Regions from separate parts of the Mus musculus genome. Here all the other regions are linked to region 1. A link is a contact called in public HiChIP or PLAC-seq data. All regions are on one chromosome and are shown on one strand. Each heading gives the region's core, a stretch centred on a gene start, on an enhancer-like site or on the middle of the called end of the contact. The rest is flanking DNA. Distances are from core to core; before and after follow the strand shown.

What was found. HiChIP or PLAC-seq counts read pairs in DNA pulled down with a chosen protein or histone mark.
Region 2: an H3K27ac HiChIP or PLAC-seq map of embryonic fibroblasts shows a contact between it and region 1, with 27 read pairs. The contact joins the promoter of Sh2d6 here to the enhancer-like site in region 1. A contact is called at or near these places in 3 of 39 promoter capture datasets (the 3T3-L1 cell line, neural stem cells and trophoblast stem cells), 1 of 15 datasets of contacts at CTCF or cohesin (the NIH/3T3 cell line), 26 of 484 Hi-C or Micro-C datasets (the AtT-20 cell line, the C2C12 cell line, the N1E-115 cell line and 13 more), 16 of 115 datasets of contacts at active chromatin or transcription factors (the 230-238 cell line, CD8 T cells, the SCID.adh cell line and 11 more) and 3 of 9 other capture datasets (adipose tissue, embryonic stem cells and liver).
Region 3: a contact with region 1 is called in an H3K4me3 HiChIP or PLAC-seq map of bone marrow-derived macrophages, with 2.8 times the contacts expected there. The contact joins the promoter of Ggcx here to the enhancer-like site in region 1. A contact is called at or near these places in 2 of 484 Hi-C or Micro-C datasets (liver and myocytes), 8 of 115 datasets of contacts at active chromatin or transcription factors (the SCID.adh cell line, bone marrow-derived macrophages, embryonic stem cells and 3 more) and 3 of 9 other capture datasets (adipose tissue, liver and pancreatic islet).

Annotation. Positions count from the first base shown.
Region 1 is chr6:72,472,111-72,476,946 of GRCm38.p6, forward strand. No RefSeq gene overlaps it. Among named protein-coding and RNA genes, the nearest start is that of Mat2a, 35 kb to the left of the region's middle. Within about 2 kb of position 1,626, at least 135 of the 459 cell types and tissues checked have an H3K27ac peak or open chromatin away from gene starts, as enhancers often do. A contact at or near this core is called in the AtT-20 cell line, the C2C12 cell line, the N1E-115 cell line and 17 more, where this site is marked.
Region 2 is chr6:72,518,194-72,522,613 of GRCm38.p6, forward strand. It overlaps Sh2d6 (SH2 domain containing 6), which reads right to left and starts at 1,843. Exons shown (of 12, transcript NM_001374030.1): 1 at 1,767-1,843; 2 at 1,568-1,689; 3 at 718-775. The coding sequence starts at 1,633.
Region 3 is chr6:72,411,885-72,416,557 of GRCm38.p6, forward strand. It overlaps Ggcx (gamma-glutamyl carboxylase), which reads left to right and starts at 2,424. Exons shown (of 15, transcript NM_019802.5): 1 at 2,424-2,565; 2 at 2,788-2,958. The coding sequence starts at 2,523.

The DNA.
Region 1 (4,836 bases), core at 376-2,875:
CACACACACACACACACACACACACACACACACACAGGATTTAAAAGCTTCCAGTGGGGACTGGAGAGATGGCTCAGGGGTTAAGAGCACTGACTGCTCTTCCAGAGGTCCTGAGTTCAAATCCCAGTAACCACATGGTGGCTCACAACCACCCGTAATGAGATCTGATGCCCTCTTCTGGTGTGTCTGAAGTCAGCTACAGTGTACTTACATATAATAATAAATAAATCTTTTTTTTAAAAAAAAGCTTCTAGTGTTAAGGAAATTAATCTTTCAGATGCTTCCAAGCACACAGATAACCAGATTGCAAAGCATAAAGGGGGGAACATTCTCATGATAGGGGCCAAGAAAGGCTATGAGGGTCTGAAGCTGGGCTTGAAGGGTTCAGGATGATGCAAAACTGAGGTCAAAAGCACTGAGCTAGCTCATCATTAAATCCTTACTGCTCTGTTACCATGTGCAAGCATCTAAGTGTTCAGAAGTAAACTCCCATCTCATGGAGCTGACATCCAAGTGAGGGTTGGGACATCACTAAGTAAAATATATAAGCAAAAGTAGGTTAGTGGGTCAGTGGGAATGTAAAACAGTGCAGCCACAGTAAGGCACGCTCTAAACACTGAACATTAGAATTACCATTTGAGAGGACTAGAGAGATGGCTCAGCAGTTAGGAACACTTGCTGCTTTTAAACAGGATGCAGGTTAAATTCCCAGCACACACATCAGTGGTTCATAGTTCCCAGTAAATCCAGTTCCAGGAGATCTTTTGTAATTTCTGGCCTCCATTGGCACCTGTATGCAAATAGGTACATATAGACATGCAGGCATAGATGTGTCAATAGAAAGTAGAGTGACTGTTTTTAGGAATGAGAATTCGGCTCCGTGGTAATGAAACCGTCCATTTCAGGATGCTTTCTTTTGTTCACATGAGTCTGGCCGTCATCAAGAAGGCCTCAAGGAGGCTGGCCCACTTAGATAACATGATTTTAAAGATTCATTTCTTTTGATTTTATGTGCATTGGTATTTTAACTGCATGTGTGAGAGTGTCAGACCCTCTGGAACTGGAGTTACAGACAGTTGTGGGTGCCGGGAATTGAACTGTAGTCCTCTGGAAGGGCAGTCAGTGCTCTTAACCTCTGAGCCATCTCTCCAGCCCCACGAGGCAAGCTTTACATAAGAACCTAATACCGACATAGATAGAGCTGGGGTCAGGAGATTGAAGACAAGGAGAGCGGGAGTTTAAGGGGAGCAGGGGCATTGGGCTGACAGGTCAGCACCGGAGTCAGAGGAGGCCCTGACAGTGTTTCACCACTCCCACCCAGCACCAGGCCTACTGATGAGAAGGCCCAGGCAAGTACAAGTCTGGTTTTGTAAACCATGTGCATAGTTAGTGCTTCTCTAGCTCTGCTCCTCCTTCCAGCCCCACCCCTGCCCCGCCCCCTCCCCGTCACCACTGTCACACATGGATTTACTTTTTGAAGTACAATCCGTGGTCATTTAGGGACAAGTCAGGCCAGGAAGCCATGTGACTCTCAAAAGCTAGCAATCCCAAGCCTTGCTGAGGCCTGTGAGGATTGGCACGAGAGGAGGATGACTTGAGATCCCGATTAGTCATCCTGGCAGCTGCTTCCTGCCTCCCTGCCCTTCCCTTCTCGCCTTTTTGGGCCTCTCTGCAGTGGTAAGTGGATATGGCCTGGACTCATCAATTATTACTGCTGGAAAGCAGCTTACACAGCATCTCATGTGCCTGCTTTATTGGACAGACACATGAGTCAGGGACAGAAGGGAAGAGGATCAACCCAAGCCACTTAGCTGCCTAGCGTCACCCATAGTGAAAACCTTATCAGCTCACGGATCTACCTCATTCACTCCTGGAGCCGCCTCACAGAGATCACAGAGACCGTGCTGTATCATGTATCATAACTGGGCCAATGACACAGCTGAGAATGAGCCAGAAAAGCTACTTAGAGAGGTTTGTGGGGAGACCAGCTGTGGATGAGAGAAATATAGTGGATGGTAAGAAATGCCAAGGACAAAGCAAGGGGTGTGGAATGCTGGGGGGGGGGGGGGCTTACAGGAATAGTGAACACAGCTAAGATCTCGGGGGGGGAGGAATGGTTCAGATGCAAGACAAAGCGGGAACGAGGAGGAGAGGCATGGAGCAATCTGGGTGAAGAGGTATACAGAGGTCACGAGGAGCTATGTTCTAGAAGTGTGACAAACTAAGCACAAGGAAATGAACCTGTGAGCAACTTGGTATGGAGGCTGAAGAGTCCAAGGCAGGCCTTCAGTGTGTGTCCAGGTGTCTAATCCACGCATTTGCCTTTTCTCTTGACTCTTAAGGCCACAGTGACCTCTGCGAGCAAAGGGGCTGGGGGTGGTAGCCAACGGGGTTCCAGAAAATACTTAGCAGTAGTGTGGGCAGCCTATGATACCCGGACCCTAAGCACCTGCTCCGGAATCCATTCAGAAAGACAGGACACACAGTGACCTCCCATTCCCAGGATAAAGAGAAAGAGCCCATGTGCCAAGCTCACCAAGTATGCGGAGCCTGCAAATCTGAACACAAAACAACTACCACAAGAAGTCCTCCATACACTGCTGCACCAATGGCCATACAACACCGATTTCACCGGAGTTGGAGAAAGAGTAGGTACATTTCCTGCCTTGCAAGAGTGAGAACCTTGGCTGGGCGTGGTGGCGCACACCTTTAATCCCAGCACACGGGAGGCAGAGGCAGGTGGATTTCTGAGTTCGAGGCCAGCCTGGTCTACAGAGTGAGTTCCAGGACAGCCAGGGCTACACAGAGAAACCCTGTCTTGAAAAAAACAAAAACAACAAAAAAAGGAGTGAGAACCTGAGATTGATCCCCAGAAAATGCATAAAAATGCTGGTCATATCCGCACACACTTGTAGCCCCAGTGCTGGGAGGCAGAAACAGGAGGCCCCCCAGGGGCTCCCTGGCCAGCAAGTCTAGCCTTCTGGTCTGGTTTTAAAGAAAGTAAAGGTCATTACTGAGATTGAAACCCAAGGATCAAGGATTCCCTCTGGCACACACACACACACACACACACACACACACACACACACACACACAAAATGCCAGACAGGTGCAAGTTCCCAGTTAAAGCTAGTGAGAAGAGCTGCGCCAGAGGCCAGCATTGCCCAGGCCGGGGCTAAGTGAAAGGTAGATAGAAATGTTTTTTATAGAAGTGTTTGGCAAGCAGTGATGGCAGTTTAATTAGCCCCAGCTCCTAATTTCTAATGTCTGTGCCTCTTGCCAGCATTCCATGCCCACTCAATGAAGGCCTCTCACACTGGAATACCAGGGCTGAGTTTGGATGCCAACCAGATCCTGAGTGGGTGGCTGAGGCAGTGGGTTGATATGCACTATAGTTTTGAAGCAAGCTTCTACGTGCCAGGGTTCCTGTCTTCCAGAAGAAAGTGTTATATGCCCTAGGGCAGAAGTGAGGGGCTAAGCCTCCATCACTGGCTATTGCAGCCTCTCCAGATGACCAGGGCCTTCTGCTCTACGGGTGCCCTGAGAGCTCTAAGCAGGAAGCCAGGACCAGATTCATCAGGGTTCAGGGAAGGTGGACTGGACCCTGGCTCTGACTGCAGGCCTCTGTGCTCCCTCTTCCTTCTCCAAGGCAGTCCAGTTTGGGAGTCAAGCCAATAGACTCCATCATTATTTGTTACATTAACACAGTTATTTATTACATTTATTACATGGTTATTTATTACATGCTTGTGGGAAGCAGCCTGGGGCATTAGTTGGAAGAGTCTCAAGACAGACTGAGATGGCCTCATCTTAAACCCTGGCTATGGGATCTGTAAACAAACACAAACAGAGACTCAGGACCAGCTGACTATAGTGTAGAGTCAGTGCTGTCTAGAATCTGAAATCTGAGTTCTGTCTGAGAAAGCTGCCTTTTTCTTTGTCCTGGGTCCTGGCCACCATCATCATCAGCTACAGACAACATTGCACCTATTCTGAGGATGAACCATAGGCTACAGAGAGAGCTAATGCTGGCAATGTCCCTTGTACGTGTTAACACCACATCAACATTTACAAGTCACCATCTCACTTAGTGTCAGCCGTAACTTACTAAGAGGGCTATTGCCTCCTTTTTACAGAAAGATAATGCCATTCATTTAAAAACGCTCACTAAAGCTCAGGGTCCAGAGTGCTTGCTTAGCATGTCCTACGGCCTGGGTTTGATCCCTAGCACTGAATAACAACATTGACAACAAACCAACCAACTTAACCAGACATGGTGGCTTGTTCTAGCGTTTATAACAGTGGGGATGTCGAAGGAGGAAGATTTCTGAGAGTTCGAAGCCAGCTTGGGCTACATACTGAATTCTAAGCCAGGCTGGGTTATTGGATGAGATCCTGGTTCGAACAAAAACAATAGAGAATGTGGCTCAGTGACAGAGTGCTGGCCTACCATGTCTGAGGCCATGGGTTCAGTCCCCAAAACTGCAAAAGAAACAAAACGACAAATACTTGACCATGTTGGTGCACAGTTGTGATCCCAGCACTGAGGAGACTGAGGCAGGAGGATTGATCTAGGGGATACATATTCAGACCTTGTCTCAATCAATCAATCAATCAATCAATCAATCAACCAATCAATCAGAGGTCTTGCCATCATCCCAAAACCTCTTCTGGACTCTCAGGCACCACCACAGGGTCAACCCAGCACTTGGCACACGCTAGGCAAGCACTCTACCAACTGAGCTATGTCCCCTATACGTACATTTTCTTTTCTTTCTTTTTGTGTGTGTGGTGTATTTGTATGTTCATAATTTTTTTGGAGGCATTTTACTGAGG
Region 2 (4,420 bases), core at 593-3,092, 46 kb after region 1:
TCATCCTTTCTCTTTACAGCCTTGACATATCACCAGGCTTAACTTCTCACCAAATTTGCTAGGCTTGGTTCCAGATAACTTTATGGTAACACAAACAAAAACAAAAACTAAACAAACAAAAATCCTCAAGGTGATGGAGGTTCACCAGCAACTGAGACTAAGATGGACTGTGCCTCGTGTGAGCCGTTTGACCTTGGGCTGGAATACGCTAACCCTCCTGTAACCTGTTTTACTCGGGGATGGTTCAAATGGTCCATTCCCCCCACCCCCTATCTTGACATTCTAAGGTCCTGTGGTCATACATCTCAAGGCACTGACCATAGGGGCAAGTCTCTGGAGAGTGGAGACAATGGGAGTGACAGCCCAAGGTTGCCTGTTGATGAGGGATAATACTCAGCTGTCTCACTATGGAGGGTCTTAGGTTTGACCACTTCATTCTAGGGTGCCCCTCACCTGGCCAAGGGATCACACTGACTGAAGACAGGGCCTGGAGGTCAGGGCCTCTGCTTTCAAACTCTAGGGCACAGCAGATCATGGCTTTGGTGGTAATGATACCTGTACTGACTGACTTGGAGGCTTGGCAAACAAAAAGGAGGTGTGGCTAGGAGGGATGCAGCAAGCCCTGTTCAAGGCAACCCCAAAATTCTAGGAGAGAAGAAGTGTAGGAGAGGCCTCCCCTCCCTATGTGGAGCCGTGGAAAGAGAGGGGACACTCTACCTTGCCTTCCAAAAACAGGTCCCTGCTTTGCAGGCTGTGGGTTCATTGCTGTCTTCAGCTGTGGGCATTATGGAAAGAGGGAAATGAGGGAGGAGGGAAGAGGGAGGAGGGAGGAGAGAGGGAGGTGTGAAGTGCAGGCAGTTGAAGAACAAGGAAGCTGGGGTGCAAGGGGGTAGAGCTGATGTGCTGCTTTCAACACTAACACTGAATTGTTAGCCTGTTCATGCTTGAAGCTGAGGCAGGGTAGATGTGAGTCTAAGGCCAGCCTGGGCTCCATGAGACCCCCCCTCTCAACTGCCCCTCCCCCAGAAAACACAACTGAACAAACAAAAACAAACATAAAATACTACAAAAGGAGACTGACAATGCTTCCCCCTGCCTCTAGTTGGGGTCCTTTCCTTACTGCGAAATTTCCCCTGCTTATTTATTTATTTTTATTCTGTAAAATACGAAAGTGAATAGCCACCAGATCACAGCGGGGAAGGGAGTTGGGATGACGACAGCTGACCCCTCTGGCCAGAGATGGGTCCTGTGGTCCAGGGCCCAGGTGAAGGTAGCTGAGCCTTGCCCCCAACCCCAGCAGAGGATGGAGAGCCCTGCTGAGCTGTGCTGGAGCGGGGAGCAGAGCAGAGGGGTGACTAAGGAAGGGATGAAAGGACCCTTTAGGCAAGTGGGAGGAGCTATTTTGTTGTTTATTTGTTTGTTTGTTTCACTCTGGTTTGTAATGCACAGGCAGAGGTTTCCTGGCATCTAGAATATAAACGCATGTTGGGGGTGGAACGGGAGCGGGGAGGGGGGGTGGGGGGGCGGGAGGGGTTGTGCAAATGAGATGTTTGTAAGATTTACTCACCGGGAAATGGTAGCCAGAGGTAGGGCGGGTAGGGAAGGAAGGGTTTATGGGGAGTCCTCTGGCCATGGTAGACTGAGGCGGGGGCAGTGGTGGCTTGGATGGATCCAGGGGCCCAGAACGATCTGAAAGAGACCCCATGCTTTGTAAACTGGGGAGAGGGAGGAAGGTCCTCCCTAGTCTATTCCCACTTTCTCCCCACCTAGCCCTCATCTCTCCCTCTCTCCTCCTGTCTCCTCTACTTATTGGCTTCTTAACAGCTCCGTCTCCATGGCAACTGGAGACAGTCAGCTTCCCTGCCCCCACATGACTGAGCGGGGGTGGGGGTGGGGGGGTGAGATGCCAGTGGTGGTGGCCTCTCAGGGCATTCCCACCCTGGTTGGGAGGATGTGCAGCGATTTCAGAGGAGGGAACGCAAGGCCCTAGGGACTGGGTCGGGCTTCCTGCTTTGTCAACGTTGCCTTAGTTACCTCACCCCTCCCTCCTGCCTCCTCTCCATTTTCCTTCTTTACAGTTTTAACTCCTTTCCATCTCTCTAGCCTTTTCTGCCCAGCTGAGAGGCCTCAGTGGCAGCCAGCTGAGGCCCTTTTCTGCCCCAACTCAGGCAGAAGGAAGAGAGGCCGGGCCGGATTCTCCTTTTGTTGGACCCTCTTGCCTTGACCCAACCTCTCAGCCCTTCCCTCCTCCCAGCCCTCACCCAGATACAAGGAGTCGTCTTTAGAGCCAAGAGACTGTGCAGGGGCCAGACTGACGGGCAGAACCTCACAGGGGGGCAGCTCATATTTATCCTCCTCTTCTCCCTCTTCCTGGGCCTTCAAAAAGGGATGCTGGTGGCATAGGGAAGATGGAGGCTTGAACATGGCAGGCCCTGGTGGCTGGTGCCTCCCTCCCTCCCCTCCCCCATCCTCAGCATTCCGACTTACCCTGTTTCTCCAGGTCTCTGGGCCAGACAGGAAAGATGGGTTGGCTCTACTTTCTCTCCAAACTTGGGTATCTGGATAGATAGACTGGTTTTGCTTCACCCCAGCCCACCTACTTCCAGCAAAAGGTTTATTTTGCTCTCTCTCTCTGATAAATCGTAAACCGTCTTCCCTTAACTATAGATTTCAACCCTACAACTAAAGGAACCCATAAAAGGGGCCTTTTTAGCAGTGTAGACAAGACAGGTGTGGTGAAACACGGGGATCTCGGCAGATGTGTTTGTTTCACCCATCAATGGCTCCTGACCCCCGTACCCGGATTCTGACCAAGACACGTAAGAGAACCAAGCTTAGGTGCTAAGCCTTGCTGGACAGGTGGTGGGACAGGCTATCTAGAGTCACTCAGGGAGATCCAACTGTGGAGGACCCTGGTCTGCTGGGCCCCTAAGACTCACTGTGCACTTACCTGCACCTCTGGCAGGAAGGAGTGGTGGCCCCAACCTGTAAGCAGACTCTACTCAGCTCTGCCCAAAGAGACCCTGAGTGCTGTCAGGGTGACATTGCACTTTAGACCACTCACACTTATGACTAGGAATGCTCTCTGAAGAAGCCAGTGTGACAGCCTGGACCTGAGATCAGAGCAATGGAAGGAGAAGACTGGGGTGGGCTCAGGGGGCAGGCAGAATTAGTGGCCTTTGGTGCACAGCTGGATAAGATGATACCCTAGGGATGCTGGGCACAGGGCTGGCAGAGTGGAAGCACACGGGTGGATAGAGATAGACAGCTGCTCCAGTGAGGGGGAGGTAGGTGAAGACAAAGGGGCGAGCAGGAGAAAGAGGGGCACTCACCGGGCCTTGCTGCCACTGAACCTGTCCTAGAAAGAGCAGGGGCAGAGTGGTTAGTACAGCTGGGACTCTCCCTGCCCACAGTCCTGGATCTCTAGGAGTCTCAGCAGGTATATGGGCCCAAGGATCCTCTAGAACCAAGTCTCACCATGGCAAGGTAGGTGAGCGGAGCCCCTTTGCCTCTCTAGAGCCCAGGAGCTGCCACAAATGTCCTGGGGGATAAGGGCTCCATTGTTCCCATTATTTACATATTCTAAGTATTGGAAGGTGCCCGCCTCTGCCTGTGGTCTCCCACCCAAAATGGACTTTATCCAGGGCACTCCCAGGGCCCCGCTCTCCTCTATAGCTGTGGTCTCTAGTTCTTCATCCAAGCTAGAAGACCTAAGCCGGACCAGGTGTGGCTCTCTGGCATCACCTTTTCAGAACCGTATTGGGTGACATTGATGGACAGATGCCACCTTGCTGTCACCCATCCCAACCCTTTACTCCTTCTACCACTTGCTAGTGGGTGGTGATCACAGATCCAAAAAGTTAAAGGTGAGGGGAAAATTCAGAGGCTCTCAGATTCCATGTGACCAGTTTATTCTTTAATGGAGGCGTTTATAAAACATCTATTTATCAAAATGGGCATGGTGGCACACACCTTTAATCCCAGCACTTGGGAGGCAGAGGCAGGTAGATCTCTGTGAGTTTGAGGCAGGCTTTGAGTGAGACGATGAGACCACATACTGAATTCCAGGACAGGCACAGACCTCCACAGTGAAACTCTGCCTCAAACAAAACAAAATGAAACAAACACAAAAGTCAAAACAAAATAAAATAGACAACAACAAGAAAAACCAAACCAACAACAATTGGTTTATAAACATGTGCTACTCACAAGGCACTGCTTCAGACATCCAGACAGAAATGCTACAGAAAGCAGTCAGACCTTACAAGTATCGTTTCCTCACTGGACTCCCAGAATAGTTTTATGAGGCAAGCCCCGGTTTTACGCTCACTTTCAAATGAAGACACCAACTCTATTAGTCAGCTCACACTGATGTAACAATACCACAACACTGAGCTGCTTAAACAACAGAGATTTTATT
Region 3 (4,673 bases), core at 1,174-3,673, 59 kb before region 1:
TGGGAAAGGATCTTTACCTATCCCAAATCGGACAGGGGACTAATATCCAATATATATAAAGAACTCAAGAAGGTAGACTCCATAAAATCAAATAACCCCATTAAAAAATGGGGCTCAGAACTGAACAAAGATTTCTCACCCGAGGAATACCGAATGGCAGAGAAGCACCTGAAAAAATGTTCAACATCCTTAATCATCAGGGAAATGCAAATCAAAACAACCCTGAGATTCCACCTCACACCAGTCAGAATGGCTAAGATGAAAAATTCAGGTGACAGTAGATGCTGGCGAGGATGTGGAGAAAGAGGAACACTCCTCCATTGTTGGTGGGATTGCAAGCTTGTACAACCACTCTGGAAGTCAGTCTGGCGGTTCCTCAGAAAACTGGACATAGTACTACCGGAAGATCCAGCAATACCTCTTCTGGGCATATATCCAGAAGATGCCCCAACCAGTAAGAAGGACACATGCTCCACTATGCTCATAGCAGCCTTATTTATAATAGCCAGAAGCTGGAAAGAACCTAGATGCCCCTCAACAGAGGAATGAATACAGAAAATGTGGTACATTTACACAATGGAGTACTACTCAGCTATTAAAAAGAATGAATTTATGAAATTCCTAGGCAAATGGATGGACCTGGAGGGCATCATCCTGAGTGAGGTAACCCAATCACAAAGGAACTCTCACAATATGTACTCACTGATAAGTGGATATTAGCCCAGAAACTTAGGATACCCAAGATATAAGATATAATTTGCTAAACACATTAAACTCAAGAGAACGAAGACCAAAGTGTGGACACTTTGCCCCTTCTTAGAATAGGAAACAAAACACCCATGGAAGGAGTTGCAGAGACAAAATTTGGAAGTATGACGAAAGGATGGACCATCTAGTGATTGCCATATCCAGAGATCCATCTCATGATCAGCTTCCAAACGCTGACACCATTGCATACACTAGCAAGATTTTGCTGAAAGGACCCAGATATAGCTGTCTCTTGTGAGACTATGCCAGGGCCTAGCAAACACAGAAGTGGATGCTCACAGTCAGCTATTGAATGGACCACAGGGCCCCCAATGGAGGAATTAGAGAAAGCACCCAAGGAACTAAAGGGAACTGCAACCCTATAGGTGGAACAACAATATGAACTAAGCAGTACCCCGGAGCTCTTGTCTCTAGCTGCATATGTATCAAAAGATGGCCTAGTCGGCCATCACTGCAAAGAGAGGCCCATTGGACTTGCAAACTTTATATGCCCCAGTACAGGGGAACGCCAGGGCCAAAAAGGGGGAGTGGGTGGGTAGGGGATTGGGGGGTGGGGTGGGTATGGGGAACTTTTGGTTTAGCATTGGAAATGTAAATGAGCTAAATACCTAATAAAAAATGGAAAAAAATTATTTATTTTGGGCTGGAGAGATGGCTCAGGGGTTAAGAGTACTGACTGCTCTTCTAAAGGTCCTGAGTTCAATTCCCGGCAACCACATGGTGGCTCACAACCATCCGTAACAAGATCTGGCGCCCTCTTCTGGAGTGTCTGAAGACAGCTACAGTGTAGTTACATATAATAAATAAATAAATCTTTTAAAAAATTATTTATTTTATGTATATAAGTATACTGTAGCTGCCTTCAGACACACCAGAAGAGGGCCTCGGATCCCATTACACATGGTTGTGAGCCACCATGTGGTTGCCGGGAATTGAACTCAGGATCAATGGAAGAGCAATCAGTGCTCTTAAATGCTGAGCCATCTCCCCAGCCCCTTCCAAGTGCGTCTTTAACTCCCCAACCCACATCTGCAGAAAAGTCTACCCTTTTGCACCTCGCGACTTTTTGGGAGGGGGTGCAGGGACGGGATGTTCAAACCTGGAGACTCCTGATGGGGTTCGGGAAGGACTCAATGAAATTAGGAAAGTATAATTCTTAGTTTTTAAATCCTAAAATGTGGGAGACAGAGGCAGAGTGGCAGAAGGATTGCTGGGAGTTCGAGGCTAGTTCGGTCTCAAAAGCAGGCATGGTGGTGAGTGTTTTTATTCCAGCACTCCAAAAGCAGAAGCAGGTGAATTTGAGGCCAGTCTGGTTTACATAAGCGAGAAAACTACAAAAAGAGATCCAATCTAAAAACAGCAAAGCAGGCGTCGAGATTGAAGTTCAAGTATGTGATGGGATAGCTAGTAGTATAGAGAGAGACACTTGTTCTGAAAACTGTCACTCCTTCCTCTCAATGCCAAAGTTAGATTTAGCAAGCGCCTGCGCTGCCCATCCCCAAAGGTCCTCATACCCACCCGGTCTCTGAGCTCAGGGCTCGGCTCAGGATCGCCCCGCCCACACTCCTAGCCCACGCCCCCTATGCTTCAGTGCGGGGCCGGGGGTTCCGGCCTTCACGACAGTGCGGGCGCTTTCCGGCCGTCCGCGCGAGTGCTTACGTGTCGAGGAGGCGGGGCCTAAGACAGCAAGTCTAAGTCTGGAGGTTCCACTGGGTCCGACCTGGCTGCAGAGAGGCTCACCTGTCCCTGCAGTCATGGCTGTGCACCGCGGCTCCGCACTGGTTGCTCCCGCCTCAGGTAGGCTGAGGGTTGGCGAGAGGCACGGTGGTCTTAGTGGGGAAGTGGCTTATTGAGAGAGATGGCGGTCTGTGTTGGAAGATCGTAGGAGAATCTTGGATGACCTGAGACTCAGAAGGTTGCAGGAGCTGGATCAGTGGAAGAACCCAGTGGGTGGAGGTCCTAGACTGTAGGGACTGCGGTTTTCCCACGCACTTTTTGACCCCAGGTCTTGGTTTGTAGATAAAGTACAGAAAAACAAGTCTGCACAGACATCAGGACTGAAACAGGGCAGCCGAATGGAGAAAATTTTAGGGTTTGAATGGACAGATTTATCTAGCTGGCAGAGTGTCGTGACCCTGCTTAACAAACCAACGGACCCTGCAAACCTGGCTGTCTTTCGTTTTCTCTTTGGTAAGTCCATTTTCTGGATGGGGACATTTTGGTTGAGGTGGTGGTGGTAGTGGTGGGAAAATGTCATCTTATTTCTTTTTAAGATTTATCATTATTTTGTTTATGTGTATGTATGTATGTGTTAGTTTGCTTTCTATTACTCTGATAAAAACACCATGATGAAAAGCAACCTGGAAAAGCATGAGTTCATTTCAGCTTACAGTTGTAGTCCATCTCGGAGAGAAGTCAGGGCAGGAATCTGGAGACCAGAACTGAAGAAGAGGCCATGGAGGAACCTTGTAGATGCTGGCTGGCTCCTCGTGGTTTGTTCAACCTGCTTTCTTCTACCAGTAGGGATCACCTGCCCAGGGTGGCACCATCCACAGTAGGCTGTGCCCTCTCACATAAATGCTTACGGGCCAATTTCTTCGAGGTATTTCCTTAGTTGAGGTCCTCTAGCTTGTTTTTAGGTGACGAAGATTAACCAGGGCAGTGTCTGTGTGATTGTAGGCCAGGCGTGTGCTTGCTTGTAGAAGCCAGAAGAGGGAGTTGGACCCCTTGGAGCTGGAGTTAAAGGTAGTTGCTGCCTGATATGGGTGATGGGGACTGAACTCTGTTCCTTTGGAAGATCAGTTGCAGGCTGGAGAGATGGCTCAGAGGTTAAGAGAGCATTGACTGCTCTTCCAGAAGTCTTGAGTTCAATTCCCAGCAACCACATGGTGGCTCACAACCATCTGTAATGGGATCCGATGCCCTCTTGGTGTGTCTGAAGGTAACTACGGTGTACTCATATATATAAGATAAATAAATCTTTTTTAAAAAGAAAAATAAAAAGAAGATTATTTGCATTCTCATAACTGCTGAGCCATTCTCTCCAGCCTAGTTGCCCATCTCTTCTCCTTAGAGCTGAAGGTATTGGAATAATGGAAGAATTCTTTGGAAGTTTGGAATTATCTGGCCTTGTCATCTGCAGTTAGGGTTTAGTGTTTAGAAATGCTTTGGACACATGGAGTAGAGGAACAGCTGCATGCCTGTGTGCATGCAAGAGCATGCTTGCATGTGGTGAGTTTAGGCCAGAGGTCGGTGTCAGCTGTCTTCCTCAGCCACTGTCCATCGTAGTTTTTGAGGTGGGGTTTCTCTCTCCTGAACCTAGAGCTCACCAGTTGAGGTAGACTGGCTGGCCAGCAAGCCCCAGGGGTCAGCCTGTTTCTCAGCCACTGAGATCGGTAGCTACCATGCCAGGCAGGCTTTGGACATGAGTGCTAGTGACCTGAACTCAGCCTCTCACGCTTGCAACAAGGACTTTGATTTTTTTTACCAATGGAGTAATCTCCCCGGCTCTTTTTGGCTTTTGAAATAGTCTCATTACATAGACCAGGTTTGTCTGGCCTCTTAAGTGCTCCTCTTGTTTCTCAAGTGCTGGGATTACAAACACCATGACACCTGACAGGAGAGACATTTTGTTCATGTCGTGAAGCTACTCAGAAGTTACACTAAGCAATTCAGAGAAATAGCCAGGGTGACAACTCACAGGGTTACAGATGTGCCAAGATGTGCCTTTAAGTCCAGCAGTTTCTAGCTGGGGGCCATTTTGCAACCTGGAGACCTTTTTAGTTGTCAGAACTTTCAGAGAAGAGAGATAGGTGGTTGCTGGGATTTGTGCTGGTACCAGGATACACTTGATGTCTTGTAACAAACGGGTAAATATCCCTATAGATAATTAACCAGACTGGCTA